2 separate regions of the Mus musculus genome follow, and region 1 is linked to region 2. The links are chromatin contacts, called in public Hi-C maps. All regions are on one chromosome and are shown on one strand. Each heading gives the region's core, a stretch centred on a gene start, on an enhancer-like site or on the middle of the called end of the contact. The rest is flanking DNA. Distances are from core to core; before and after follow the strand shown.

Evidence for each region. A called contact is a pair of places that touch in the nucleus more often than the background predicts.
Region 1: a contact with region 2 is called in a Hi-C map of bone marrow-derived macrophages, with 22 read pairs. The contact joins the enhancer-like site here to the promoter of Cfap54 in region 2. A contact is called at or near these places in 5 of 39 promoter capture datasets (the 3T3-L1 cell line, the C10 cell line, cranial neural crest and 1 more), 1 of 15 datasets of contacts at CTCF or cohesin (large pre-B cells), 4 of 484 Hi-C or Micro-C datasets (the Ba/F3 cell line, the N1E-115 cell line, bone marrow-derived macrophages and 1 more), 9 of 115 datasets of contacts at active chromatin or transcription factors (acute myeloid leukemia, effector CD8 T cells, embryonic stem cells and 3 more) and 2 of 9 other capture datasets (adipose tissue and liver).

The regions. Positions count from the first base shown.
Region 1 is chr10:93,386,763-93,393,135 of GRCm38.p6, forward strand. No RefSeq gene overlaps it. Among named protein-coding and RNA genes, the nearest start is that of Gm40742, 41 kb to the right of the region's middle. Within about 2 kb of position 4,594, at least 48 of the 459 cell types and tissues checked have an H3K27ac peak or open chromatin away from gene starts, as enhancers often do. A contact at or near this core is called in the Ba/F3 cell line, acute myeloid leukemia, adipose tissue and 2 more, where this site is marked.
Region 2 is chr10:93,076,381-93,083,067 of GRCm38.p6, forward strand. It overlaps Cfap54 (cilia and flagella associated protein 54), which reads right to left and starts at 5,242. Exons shown (of 68, transcript NM_001347060.2): 1 at 4,885-5,242. The coding sequence starts at 5,216. Gm40739 (a long non-coding RNA gene) reads left to right here. Exons shown (of 3, transcript XR_871950.2): 3 at 1-1,073.

The DNA of each region.
Region 1 (6,373 bases), core at 3,344-5,843, 310 kb after region 2:
TAAACTCCATGTATTCTCTCTAGCAACAATGAATTAAAGCTTGAAATCAATGGCAAAAGAAACAGCAGAAAAGAACAAATTTGAGGAAATGCAACAACACACTATTAACTAATGAAAGGGTCACTGAAGAAACAGAGAAAAGCTGTTGGAGCAAAATGAAAATAAAAGTACAACACACCTCAAACTCTCAGATTCATTGTTAGCAGTTGTCTTAGTCAGGGTTTCTATTCCTGCACAAACATCACGACCAAGAAGCAAGTTGGGGAGGAAAGGGTTTATTCAGCTTACACTTCCACATTGCTGTTCATCGCCAAGGGAAGTCAGGACTGGAACTCAAGCAGGTCAGAAAGCAGGAGCTCATGCAGAGGCCATGGAGGGATGTTCTTTACTGACTTGCTTCCCCTGGCTTGCTCAGCCTGCTCTCTTATAGAACCAAGACTACCAGCCCAGAGATGGCACCACCTACAAGGGGACCTCCCTCCTTGATCACTAACTGAGAAAATGCCTTACAGCTGGATCTCGTGGAGGCATTTTCCCAAATGAAGCTCCTTTCTCTGTGATAACTCCAACCTGTGTCAAGTTGACACAAAACTAGCCAGTACAGCAGTCCAAATAATAATAATAATTTAATAAATGAATTATATATGTGACAACTTCAGAACAAACACATCACACTAAGTGGAGAAAAACTCAAGAAAATCCCATATAAAAAGCAAGTCAGGGATGGCTGTCCACTGTCTGTCCTTCCATGAAGTATGGTGTGAAAGGGGAGGTTGTGATACTAACATCCTGTTCCCCAATTCGTTCTTGATTTGTCAGTAAAGAAGGCAGGGGTGGGGGCAATTGCTGGGCAGAGGTAGAGGAGGGAATTCCAGGTCCTAGGAGGAAAAGGAGAGGCAGGGAAGGAGAGAGGGGCTTTTTCTGCCATGCTTTGGATGAAGAAGAAAGCATCAATGGTGTAAGGGTGGGGCAGGGATGGGGGTGAGGGTGGGAGGTGGGGAGAGGGGATGGGGGTGGAGCCTGTGGCCTCTGCTACTGTGGTCAAGAATGTTTATCAGGAGCTAGGTGGGACTAGCCACTAAGACAGGGCTTAGCTACACCAATAAGACAATAAGGGATATAAATAGGAAAAGAATTAAAGTATCCTTATTTGCAGATGATGGAACACAGCATGTAAGAGACTAAAACTCTGGGCCTGGAGAGATGGCTCAGCAGTTAAAAGCACTGATTACTCTTCTGAAAGTCCTGAGTTCAAATCCCAGCAACCACATGGTAACTCATAATTTGTAATGAGATCTGATGCCCTTTTCTGGTGTGTCTGAAGACAGCTACAGTGTACTTACATATAATAAATAAATAAATCTTTGAGAGAGAGAGAGAGAGAGAGAGGGAGAACTTCACCAGAAGACTCCTAGAACTAATTAATACTTCCAACAAACTGGCAGAATTCAAAATTTGCCACAATACAACAACAACAATTAGCCTTTCTATAGAGCAACATCAAGCACACTGAGGAAGAAATCCAGGGAGCAATCTCACTCACAACAGCCCCAAAAGGAAGCAAAACAAAACCAGAGACACAAAGCTCACCAAGGAGGTGAGGGACCTTCCTGTCCTCATGAATGGTATAACTGCTGTGAAAAAGGACCATCCTGGCAATGTACAAACTCAATGTAATCCCAGCTAAAATCCTCCGCATGTCATGCTTCACAGAAAAAAGAAAAAAAAATCTTAAAATTCAAGTGGAAACAGAGGAAAGACCCCAGATAACAAAGAAAATTGTCAGTCAAATGAAAGAGGTGACTTAGAGAAAGGAAGAAAAATCTTTGCTAGGTTTACATCTGACAGAGAACTGCTATCAAGGGTATGCAAATAGCTCAAAAACCAGAACCTCTAAGAGGAAAAAAACCAATACCCCCCCAATAAATGAACAATAGAACTGAGTCCCCCCAAAAAAATCTCAAAAGAAATATTAGAAATGCTTAGTAAACACTTCTAAAAATATTCAACATTCTTAGCCACCAAGAAAATGCAAATAAAACTACTTTGAGATTCCATTTTACCTTGATTAGAATGGGCGTCATCAAGAAATCAAATGAACATAAATTTTGGCAAGAATGCAGAGAAAGAGGAAGTCTTTCTCAGGGTTGGTAAGAGGGCAAATTGTGGCAGCCAACATGGAAAGCATCGTAGTGATACCTTGAACAGCCAGAAATAGAATTACCATATGACCCAGCTATTCCATTCCTGGGCATAAACCCAAAGGCTTCTATAGCCAACTACAGAGACTTGCCCATCCATATTCTTTGCCATTCCATTCACAATAGCCAGGAAATAGAATCAGCCTAGGCAGCCATTCACTGATGAGTGGATAACGTAAGTGTAATACGCACATCTGTGAAGATAAATGACACAACAGAATTTGAAGTTGTATGGATGGAAGTGGAGAAAAAAATTATATGAAATAAGAGAACCCAGGAAGAGAAACACAAATGCTCCTATGTGGATCCAAGCTGCTCGCTACTAATTCTGGATGTTCCATTTGAGGTTCCCGTAGAAGCCAGGGAACTAGAAAAAGGCCATTGAGAAGGGCCGTCCTAAGGGGAGATGGACCATATGATGCTGGAGATGGGAAGGTTTAAGAAGGGAGTGAGCCGGGGTAGGGGAGAAGAGGAAGTGGGCAAAGGTTGACTAAACCAAAGAAGGTTTAAAAAAGCTACGTGGGAAACTCTGCAACCAAATTTAAAAAATATATAATGTGGAGGTGAAGAGATGGCTCATTGGTTAAAAAGCACTTCCTGTTCTTTCAGAAGAGCCAAGTACAGATTCCGGCATCCATGTTGGGAGGCTCATAAATACCTGTAATTCAAGCTCCCTGGGACCACATAGCCTCTTTTGGCCTCTGGCTGCAGTTGTACACAAGAGGCATGCGCTCACACACATCTACACCCCAAGATATAAGTAAAGATAAAATACAGAGATATGTACATGTGTATAATTCTGTTAAGAAATAGTTTGGAGGGAGATACACTTCATGGCTGGAAAAAGTGGTGCCTAGATGCTCTGGTTTAAGAAGTAAGAGTTGAGTGGCAGGGATAGGATACCTCCATAGGGTTGCTAGTCAGGAGGACCTCAGGTTCCCAAAACATTACAGGCTCTCACCATTCCTCTTGATTGCTCATTAGAATTAGATAAAATAAGTTTCTATTACTGATATACACACATACATACATATGCATCATATACATAATATATGCATGTAATATATGTGTGCATATACATATATCATATACATATATATGTATGTACATCATATTCCTGTATACATTTTATATATACACACATGAATATAATATACATATATTATTTGTACATACATGTATATCATATACATATATATGTATACACACACATACACATAAATTTCCACACGCCTTGGTAACATGATGTAGAGAACTCCAACAGGAGCTGAGCTGGAAGCTTTCTCCCTGCTGAAAGATGCTGTCCAGGCTGCTTGAAAGAAAAGCATCAACAGTCTTGTCTAGCTGTGTACCTCACAAGTAAGTCCAATAGGCAGTTAAGATATGCCCACTAATGCAGTGGTAGCAGGGCTGTTATGGGGGTAACCAGCTGCTTTTCCCGCTCCACAGGAGACAATCCATGCTTGGTACCATAGGCCTCTCCAAATCCTGGTGAAGGAGGTCATGGGTCCTAAAAGGGAACGGAATACTGTGGTTTTGCTAAGTTCACATAGCATCAAGCTGACTTCTAGATATTTATGTTTTTCTATAGAAAAATGCTACTCTCAGCCTTAATCATAGAAGTTTCTCTTTCTGCAAACGGTGTTGAATACAGATTCTTGGCTACCCAAGGTGCTGGAGAACTGAGGGTCAATGAGTGCTTGACCCTCAGTAAAGCTCCATTATGGGTCTTAGGGAACTCTGAGGTAGAGAGGATAAAACGAATGTAAGAGCTAGAATCCTAGGGTGAGGGTTGCAAAATGACATCTTCCAGGCAAGACAGGATCATTGCAGTCATGAACTCATTGCAGCTACGAATGCTGGCACAGAGTCTGCACAACAGCCCATCAATAGTCATGCATGAATGAAAGAGGGGCTTAAGGGGCTCTACCCTCACTGCTTAACTATGTTCCTGATAGATTCAGGAAGAAGGGGAGTCATGGCCTTCAGTTTCTTGTACCCACTGGTGGCTGCACCATGCTCCAATCCACTGCTCACACAGATGGTCCCGGGCTAAACAGGTCATGAAACCAAACCAAACACCAGGAATCTGAGAAAGAAACTAGTTGTGGGAAGGGTTGGTAAAGATACAGAGATTAGAGAGGGTGTGGTCAGAGAGGTCAGAATGTAGAACCTGCATGCATAAAACTGTCAAAGAAAAATTAATAAGGTTGGGGAGTAGAAAAGGAAACAAGAAGAAGGAAAGAAAAAGAACCTGTGACCATAAGAGCCTTACTCAAGCTGAGCCACAAACTCAGGCCACATTCTCAAGTATAAAATGGGGAGATAGGCTCCACCCGATTCTCTTGTGAGGCTCAGATGGTAGAGGCGGGTCAAGAGGGATGACAGGCCTCAGAAAGCAGGAAGCAGTATTTAGAAGTGGAGAAGTCTTGTTATTATCAGAAGGACCGTCATACCACATAGAACAAAGCCAGCCATCTGCTGTAGCAAAGAATGTTAGCAACAGGAAGTGAGGGTGGCTGGAATTCTGCTTCCGGCTCTGGGTCCAGCCCAAAGGCTCCTCCCTGGCTTGGGGGAAGATTGAGCCTTGCTAAAAGGCATCCTGCAGCAGTCCCTTTTCCTGTCAGATGGACTGCTTTGTGTATGCACTTTTCTGTAGCAGTAGATTGCTCCCTGTGGGTTACGCTCCCAGCCACCCTCCAGAGCCCTCTGGGTTTTCAAATGGAAAACACACACACACAAACACACACACACACACACACACACACACACACACACACACACACACACACACACACACACCAGTTAATTCTGTTAGCAAACACTCTCCTTCAGCACTCCTGAGTTAACATCTTTTAAAATTTAGATTTCATCTCTGCTAGCCCAGGCCCAATCAGGGAAGTGACCCATGGCCACTTACCCTGATTCTTACATGTCAGTGGTCTGGTCTTTCTTCTCCTCTGTCATGTTGATTCTCCTCCTTCCTCTCTCCCAGTTCTTAGCCTGTACAAATCTAAAGGTCCTGCCTCCTACCTGCCCAGCCATTAGCTGTTGGCATCTTTATTTCCCAATCAAAACCAATTGGGCACAGGCACCTACAGTGTCTTACAAACAAACAAACCTGAGAATTAATTTCTTTCTTTCCTTCTTTCTTTCTTTCTTTCTTTCTTTCTTTCTTTCTTTCTTTCTTTCTTTCTTTTTTTTTTTTTTGTTTTTTTTTTTGTTTTTTTGAGACAGGGTTTCTCTGTATAGCCCTGGCTGTCCTGGAACTCACTTTGTAGACCAGGGTGGCCTTGAACTCAGAAATCCACCTGCTTCTGCCTCCCGAGTGCTGAGATTAAAGGCATGTGCCACCATGCTCTGCCAAACCTGGGAATTTCTATGTAGTTTGGAAATCTATTAAATCAAGTCCCCTCTCCTAGCTTGTTTTGCCTTTGGTATCTCTGTAACATTAGCTGTTGGCATCTTTATTTCCCAATCAAAACCAACTGGGCACAGGGACCTGCAGTGTCTTACAAACAAACCTGGGAATTAATTTCTTTCTTTCTTTCTTTCTTTCTTTCTTTCTTTCTTTCTTTCTTTCTTTCTTTCTTTCTTCCTTCCTTCCTTCCTTCCTTCCTTCCTTCCTTCCTTCCTTCCTTCCTTTCTTTCTTTCTTTCTTTCTTTCTTTCTTTCTTTCTTTCTCTCTTTCTTTCTCTCTCTCTTTCTTTCTTTCTTTCTTTCCTTCTTTCTTTCTTTTTTTTTGGTTTTTCGAGACAGGGTTTCTCTGTATAGTCCCCTCTCCTAGCTTGTTTTGCCTTTGGTATCTCTGTAACATTGCTTCTTAGTAGACTATTGGTGGCCCAGTCATTAAACCTTTACCAGCCCTCCCCGCCCTTCCTCCCTCTCCCACACCCCTGATTCGAAATTTGCAGTCTCTCTCCCCTAAATTCACAGTTGAAACCTAATCACCGATGTGACTATATTTAAACATGGTCCCTTGGGGAGTGACCAGGACATGAGGGTAGACTCCTCAAGAATGGGGTCAGCATCCTTATAGAGACCCCAAGAACTGTCTGCCTTCCACCATTCAAGAAAAGGTTGGCACCTCCACCAAGAAGCCAATCCTTACCAGTCCCTTTACCTGCTGATGTCTTGATTTTGGACTTCCCAGTCCCCAGAGCTATAAGAAA
Region 2 (6,687 bases), core at 3,992-6,491:
GATCATATTTTTTGGTACTATAAATTTTTATGCTTGTGGAAAGTCCTATAGTTAGAAAAAAGGGGGAAAAAAAGCTTTGATTTTAAGAAAACCCATCTGTCAAGCGAGCTATAAAAGTAATTTCTACCTCCTGGGTTTCCAAGCGGCTCCCCATTGACACTCTTGCCCAGTGGGGACATGATCACCCGAGCACTATTTTCAAATAAAAATTACATAAGGGCAGTCCCTTCCCAGAAAGGTGTTCCTGCTGCAGCTGACCTCAACTGCCCTCCAAGCCCCATCGCTCCCGCTAACGGCATGGTACACTGTTGTACCCGCGCTTCCCAGGCTGAGGCCGAATGGGCTTCTCTCTGCTCATTCAAAGAACATGCTCAGCTCTTTCCAGCACAGGATTTCCCTCTGTGCTTGCTCTCCTCTGTTTCTCTGTTTTCCTGGTGGACTTCTGCACATTCTTCTTGTCCCAGCTTCACATCTGGCATGGTTTGAATATGCTCAGCTCAGAGAGTGGCACTATTAGGAGGTGTGGCCTTATTGGAGTAAGGTAGGTGTGACCTTATTGGAGTAGGTGTGCCACTTGTGGGCGTGGGCTTTAAGACCCTCATCCTGGCTGCCTGGAAGTCAGTCTTCCACCAGCAGCCTTCAGATGAAGATGTAGAACTCTCAGCTCCTCTTGCACCATGCCTGCCTGGATGCTGCCATGCTCCTGCCTTGATGATTACAGACTGAATGGACCTTTGAACCTGTAAGCCAACCCCAATTAAATGTTGTCCTTATGAGTTGCCTTGGTTGTGGTGTCTGGTCACAGCAGTAAAACCCTAACTAAGATAGCATCACCTCTCTGGCCCCTTCTTGGAAAGCAAGCCGCTGTTGTACTCCCCCTGGGCCTCTGCTGGAGCGCCACTTACTTTAACACAGGTGCAGGCAAAAACGCCCTTCCACGTGACATAGAAAGAAATAGATCTGTTTTGGATGCTGGAGAGAATACAGGATAATAGAGTCCTCGGATTCCTGCACTATCAAATGTCTGTGGGGTGTTTACTATGTTCCAATCCCCAGGCTATCACCTGGAGACTGAGCAATGCAGCAGGGAAAACAAGTGTCCCAGGCTCACCGGGAAGCTTATGTTTTAATACAGAAAACAAACAATATACAAGAAAATGAAAAGTTAAACAAAATACCAATTGATAGATAAACCTGATTTAGGAAGGAAAAAAAACAAAAAACAAAAACCTGTCTTGGACGGTGATGACTGAGCAGAGAACTAAAGGAACAGAGAGAGAGAGAACTAGAAATCTGGAAGAAAAACCTCCCAGACAAAGGAAACCACAAATATTGCCTCTGGAGCAAGAAAACAGAGTGTTTCTCTGGCAAGTTCCAAGTGTTGAGCTCGGACAAGGGAGAGGCAGGGTCAGATCCTCAGACCCTGGAGAACACTGAGGGTCTTAATTGCATGCTAGGAGCCAGGGCAATCAATAGACTTTAGCTAAGAGCAGCTGACCTGCTTGTAAAGATCACCCTGACCGCTACGTGGAGGATATTTGAGTCGGAGGGCAGGACAAAGAAAAGCAGAGCTCTGGACTGGAATGCTGAGAATGGGGATTCTTAGAGGTTGTACAAATGGAAACCACTCCGATAGAACCTGTGTGGGAGAGAGGGTGGGTGTGCAGGGTGCTTCTCCTCGGGTCTCACTCAGCTGGCCTTGAAAGCAGGATCCTGCGACTCAGCCTCCCAGATGCTGGGCTGATACGTGTGCAACACTAGGCTCAGCTAAAGCCGTTATTTTAGTTTACTATTGTATCTTATTTGTCCTCACTCCTCGGTCCGTTCTTGCTCCTCTATCAGCAGGATGTGCCGAAGTGGATTCTTCCCTCCCCGTGAATCGCTTTCTCTCCCTGCTCTGGGAGCACCAGCTACTTCCTGGTTCTACTCCCACCTTGCTGGCCTCTCAGTCTCTGCTGGTTACTATTGGATGGAACATCCCTGTCCTTTACTGCCCTCTGCACCTACACCCACTCCCTTGCCTAAGTCTATTGCTCATCATATTAAACGTCATTAATGGGTTGATGAAGCCCAAATGTGCTTCTCTTCTGACCTCCAGCCCTGCCTGGATGCTGAGTCACAACTGCAGTACCTCCAAAATCAAACTCTCCATTTTATTTTCTCCCATCTAAAGCTGACCTTCCCACTGTCACAATGCTGCCCAGCTTCTTCACACCTGCCACTGTCCGTGTAGCCTACTCAACAAACAAACCCTTATACATTGTCCCCACTTCTCCTCAACAATTTCCCTCTTCCTCTTTCCTCCTCCCCTTCCTCCTCCCTCTGTCCTCCCTCTCCCCTCTCCTCTTCTTCCTCTTCCTCTTCCTCTTTCCCCACTCCTTCTCTTTCTTCTTTTTTTTCAAGACAGGGTTTCTCTGCATAGCCCTGGCTGTCCTGGAACTCATTGTATAGATCAGGCAGGCCTTGAATTCATAGAGATCCTCCTGCCTCTGCCTCCCAAGTACTGGGATTAAAGACATATGCCACCACCACCTGGCTTTGTCCCCAACTTTTTAAAAAAGATATATTTATTTATTTTATGTATATGAGTACACTGTAGTTGTCTTCAGACACACCAGAAGAGGGCACCAGATCCCATTGCAGATGGTTGTGAGCCACCATGTGGTTGCCAGGAATTGAACTCAGGACCTTTAGAAGAGTAGTCAGTGCTCTTAACCACTCAGCCATCTCACCAGCCCCATCCTCAACTTTCTAAAACAAGAAAAAATAAGACACTTTTTTTTTCCTGGTTTTTCTCTATCTATGCTCCCTGCCATCCCATTTCCAATGGCAACACTCATCAGATACCCCTTGGTCCTCTCCCCTACCTTACTCTTCAGGGAAGAGTAAGCACTCTCTTTGTAAAATGCATCTGCCTGGCTTCTCCCTTACTTCTAGTGGATGCAATATGAGGCCCCTAAAAGATGTATGAAAAAACAAGTAGAACTGAACATTACATACACTGTATTTTCTTCTATTCGCTCACACACACACACACACACACACACACACACACACACACACACACACACACACATCTATATGCTCTAGTTTGATTTCTGTTGCTATGATAATCACCATAACCACAAGTAATTTGGGCAGGGAAAGGTTTATTGCATCTTGTGGGTTACAGTCCATGACCAAGGGGAAACAAACAGGGCAGGATCTCAAAGTAGGAACCTGGAAGCAGGAACTGAAGCAGAAGCCACGGAGGAACACTGGTTACTGGCTTGTTTACCCTGGCTTGCTTGGCTATTTCCCTTGGGCAACCCAGGGCCACCTGACCAAAAGCAGCACTCACTGCTCAGGATAGACTGCACCCTCTGATATTATCAGCAGTCAATAAAATGCCCTACAGTCATGCCACACGGCCAATCCGATGGAGGCAATTCCTCAAGAAGAGGTCCCTTCTTCCCAGGAGAGTCAAGTTGACAAGCAAGATTAGCCATCACATGACAAAGAATCCCTTATGAATTAGGCACAAGAAGAGATGAGCTATACTAGGGTGGAAAATGTATAACAAACTGTATAAAAGCTACATGAATATGGTGACTCTCAAAACATCTAACTATATGTGGGTCTTGGCCACCCAAATATGTATTTTTCTCCTTCCTTATTGAAACATTTTTCCCATGTATAGAAGGAATTTACACTTTCTCCTTGGTCCATCTGCATCCCTAGCATCATTATTCTTGTGCTTCATAATTATTATTAAGCAAAATACGGGTCATGTTAGCACAAATCCTGAGTTTCTATGACAGTCGATCTGATAATCAAGATGGCTAACTAACAAATGGACCGACGAAGCCTACAGTGTCAGTGTGCTGGACAAAGGGGTGAATTCAAACCCTGGGTGGGTCAGAACAGTGCAGAGCAAGATTTTGTCAGACTGCTCAGAAGGGACTATAAACAACGCCAATTGTTTGTTTCTGGAATTTTCCATTTAAGATTTGCATAGCCTTTGACCACAGGTAAGTGAAACTTGGGGTGGGGGGAGTAGATAAAGGGATGGTGGGAATGCTGTGCCCCATGTTTGTTTAGTACAAGACTATACTCACAGAAATATATGATTTGGGGGAGAGGGGTTTATTGTTAACTTGATGCCTTCCTAGTTTTGAGAAAAGTACCTGTCAAAAATATGTCTACTCAACAAATCATTAAGATGTTTGGTTGAATTATAAATGTAAGTTAAAAATGTGTAATCAGATTAAATGCATGACCAAAACATGTAAGTTTAAAATACTCACCAGAAAAAAAAAAGTTATTTGCCTGTCTGGTATTCTTCGCTGCTTCCCTATGTCTTGAAACTACTCATTTTGGAAAGCATTAGACCAGAAAAAAGATGGCAACATGAACAAAACCAAATCTTAGAAACTGGTAGTTTTCAGTTCACAGAAATAAGTTGGAAAAACAAACAAAAAACCCAATCAGACGCTCACAAAGAGCCACCAAGTCAAGGGGAAAAGAAGTTTCTGTAATCCCAACGGAATATAAAGAGAATAAAATGTACATGTTCACAATATGACAGACTTGGTTGAGACCTAAATTCAAGGACCTGAGCAACTGCCTCAGAGTTGGTCTTAAGTCTACTTTTGTCCTGTTTTGCGACCCATGAGTGAGCCAAGAGAGGCCATGAGAACGCTGAGACCAAACCCAGTGTTAGGAAATACTTCTGTGCAGATTTTTATTTTGACCTGAGAAGGAAGACATGAAACGTGTAGGGGGAGCTAAGGGCTGTAAGAGCTGGGAGTGGCTACAGCTCAGCTTGTCTCCAGGGCCCCACCCCTGTCGTGGTCCTCCAATGGCATCTCCAGGCGCCCTCCCCAGCACCCTGCCTCAGCTTACCACCTCCGATGGAATTCGTACTTCTGTTCCATTGAGGTGGCTAGAGCCTTCTTCTTCTTCATAAAGCCCAACAGCTCCCGGATCTCCTTCTCGCAAGAGGCCAGGAGTGGGTTTTTACTGTCCAGGGGCCCGTAGAAGGCGGCAGAGGGCAGCGAGTCCTCGGAGTGGGTACATTGCGGCGGGTCGGTCGAACTCGACTTGGACTCGCTGGGCGACTTGAGAACCGCGGTAGAGGTCGGCGGCGGCGTTGGGGGCAGATGCACCGGCGACACCGATGTCTCAGAGTCTGGGGACTCCTCAGAAGAACTGGAGGAGCTTCTGGAGGACGCCATGTCTATCAGAGTTCAGCAGGCTAGAGGCTGGTGGACAAGCGGTTGCCAAGCAACGATCTCCCGGCAACCAAGCCACCTGCACGCTCTCCGGAAGCACAGCGGCCCCTAGAGGGTGAGGAAAGTACAAACAGCCTGGAAAGGCAGGATGCTCTGAATGGCTGGCTATGTGTGTAACCCACTCTGGCCTCAAACTCACTATCCTCCAGCCTCAGTGTCTTGAGTGCTGGGATTACGGACATTCACATCCAACGCCGCTTGAGAGAGGGCTTTAAAGCAAAGAACCAATAAAGAAAATTACCATCAAAAATTCATACAATGTTTTCCCTATTTGGACCACCTACTAATATCCATGGTTACAATCATTAAGATGTATTGGGCATTATTCCAAGCATTTTGAGACATTACCTGTCTCATTAATCGTCATGACTTCATACCTCAGCTTCTATCCTATCTCCTCGGTTTCACAGCTTAGGGGAACATAGCTTGACTTTGACCAAACTCAGAGGATAACTGAGAATCAGGGGACAAGTCCTAATTATGTGCTGCAAAGCCAGTGATCATAAGAAATCTGCCGTCCTGGTGATGCCCCCAAGAGAAAGCACTGAAGCTGAATTCCCAAACCGAAATTAGGGAACTCCCTGACAATCTGGTTAAGACAAGCACCTTGTGTGGCTATGTTCTCTTCCCGCTGCAGTTTGAGTTTGTGAGTAATGATCATGAGTTACTGCCACTTCAGCCTTATCCTAAATGTCACGGTGTTCTAAATCAATATGCCTTTTGCTCAACTTTAACTCCTTGACATTAATATATGCTAAATGGTTTGAAGTGTTAACTCTCCAAATACTTTTTGTTTTTAAACGGGGAGATGGGAGATTTTTTTTTTCTCTCTGATGGACAAACTGTAGGTCTCAGAGGAAATGCTTAACACTAAAAAATGTTCTTTTCTTGCATCTCATGGGCCACAATGAGTCAAATTTATTAATTTGGGATTTGAATTTCAGCTAGCGGACATACTTTTCCTTACAAATTATGCAAGCCCAAAGAAATATTGAAGAACCAGAGATAGAGAGGTTGGCTTCAAAAACAAGGTCTTTAAACACTGAAAACGACTACCAATTCTTTCACATGCAAAATATAGACGGTGACCTTGGTATCCACTGAATAGTAAAGAAGCTCACTGGGCCACAGCCTTATCTCTTCCAGCTCCAAGCCCATTTCTTTCAAGCATCTGTACTAATTTGTAAGGTTGGTCTTCTCTGTCCTATGCACTGTACCTTAATATTCTTGGAAGGAAGATCACAGGGGAAATCACTTATTGGAGCAGGTAATTATGGCTAAAGAATCTTCCAGTGACACACAAGAGCAGGGACCTCTCTGTCAGGGCCCAGTTCTCCATCCAAGAGGCAGCACCTATTCTTGATGCACAATATTTTGTATTGGAGATGAGCAACAAACTTTAACATATTTAAAG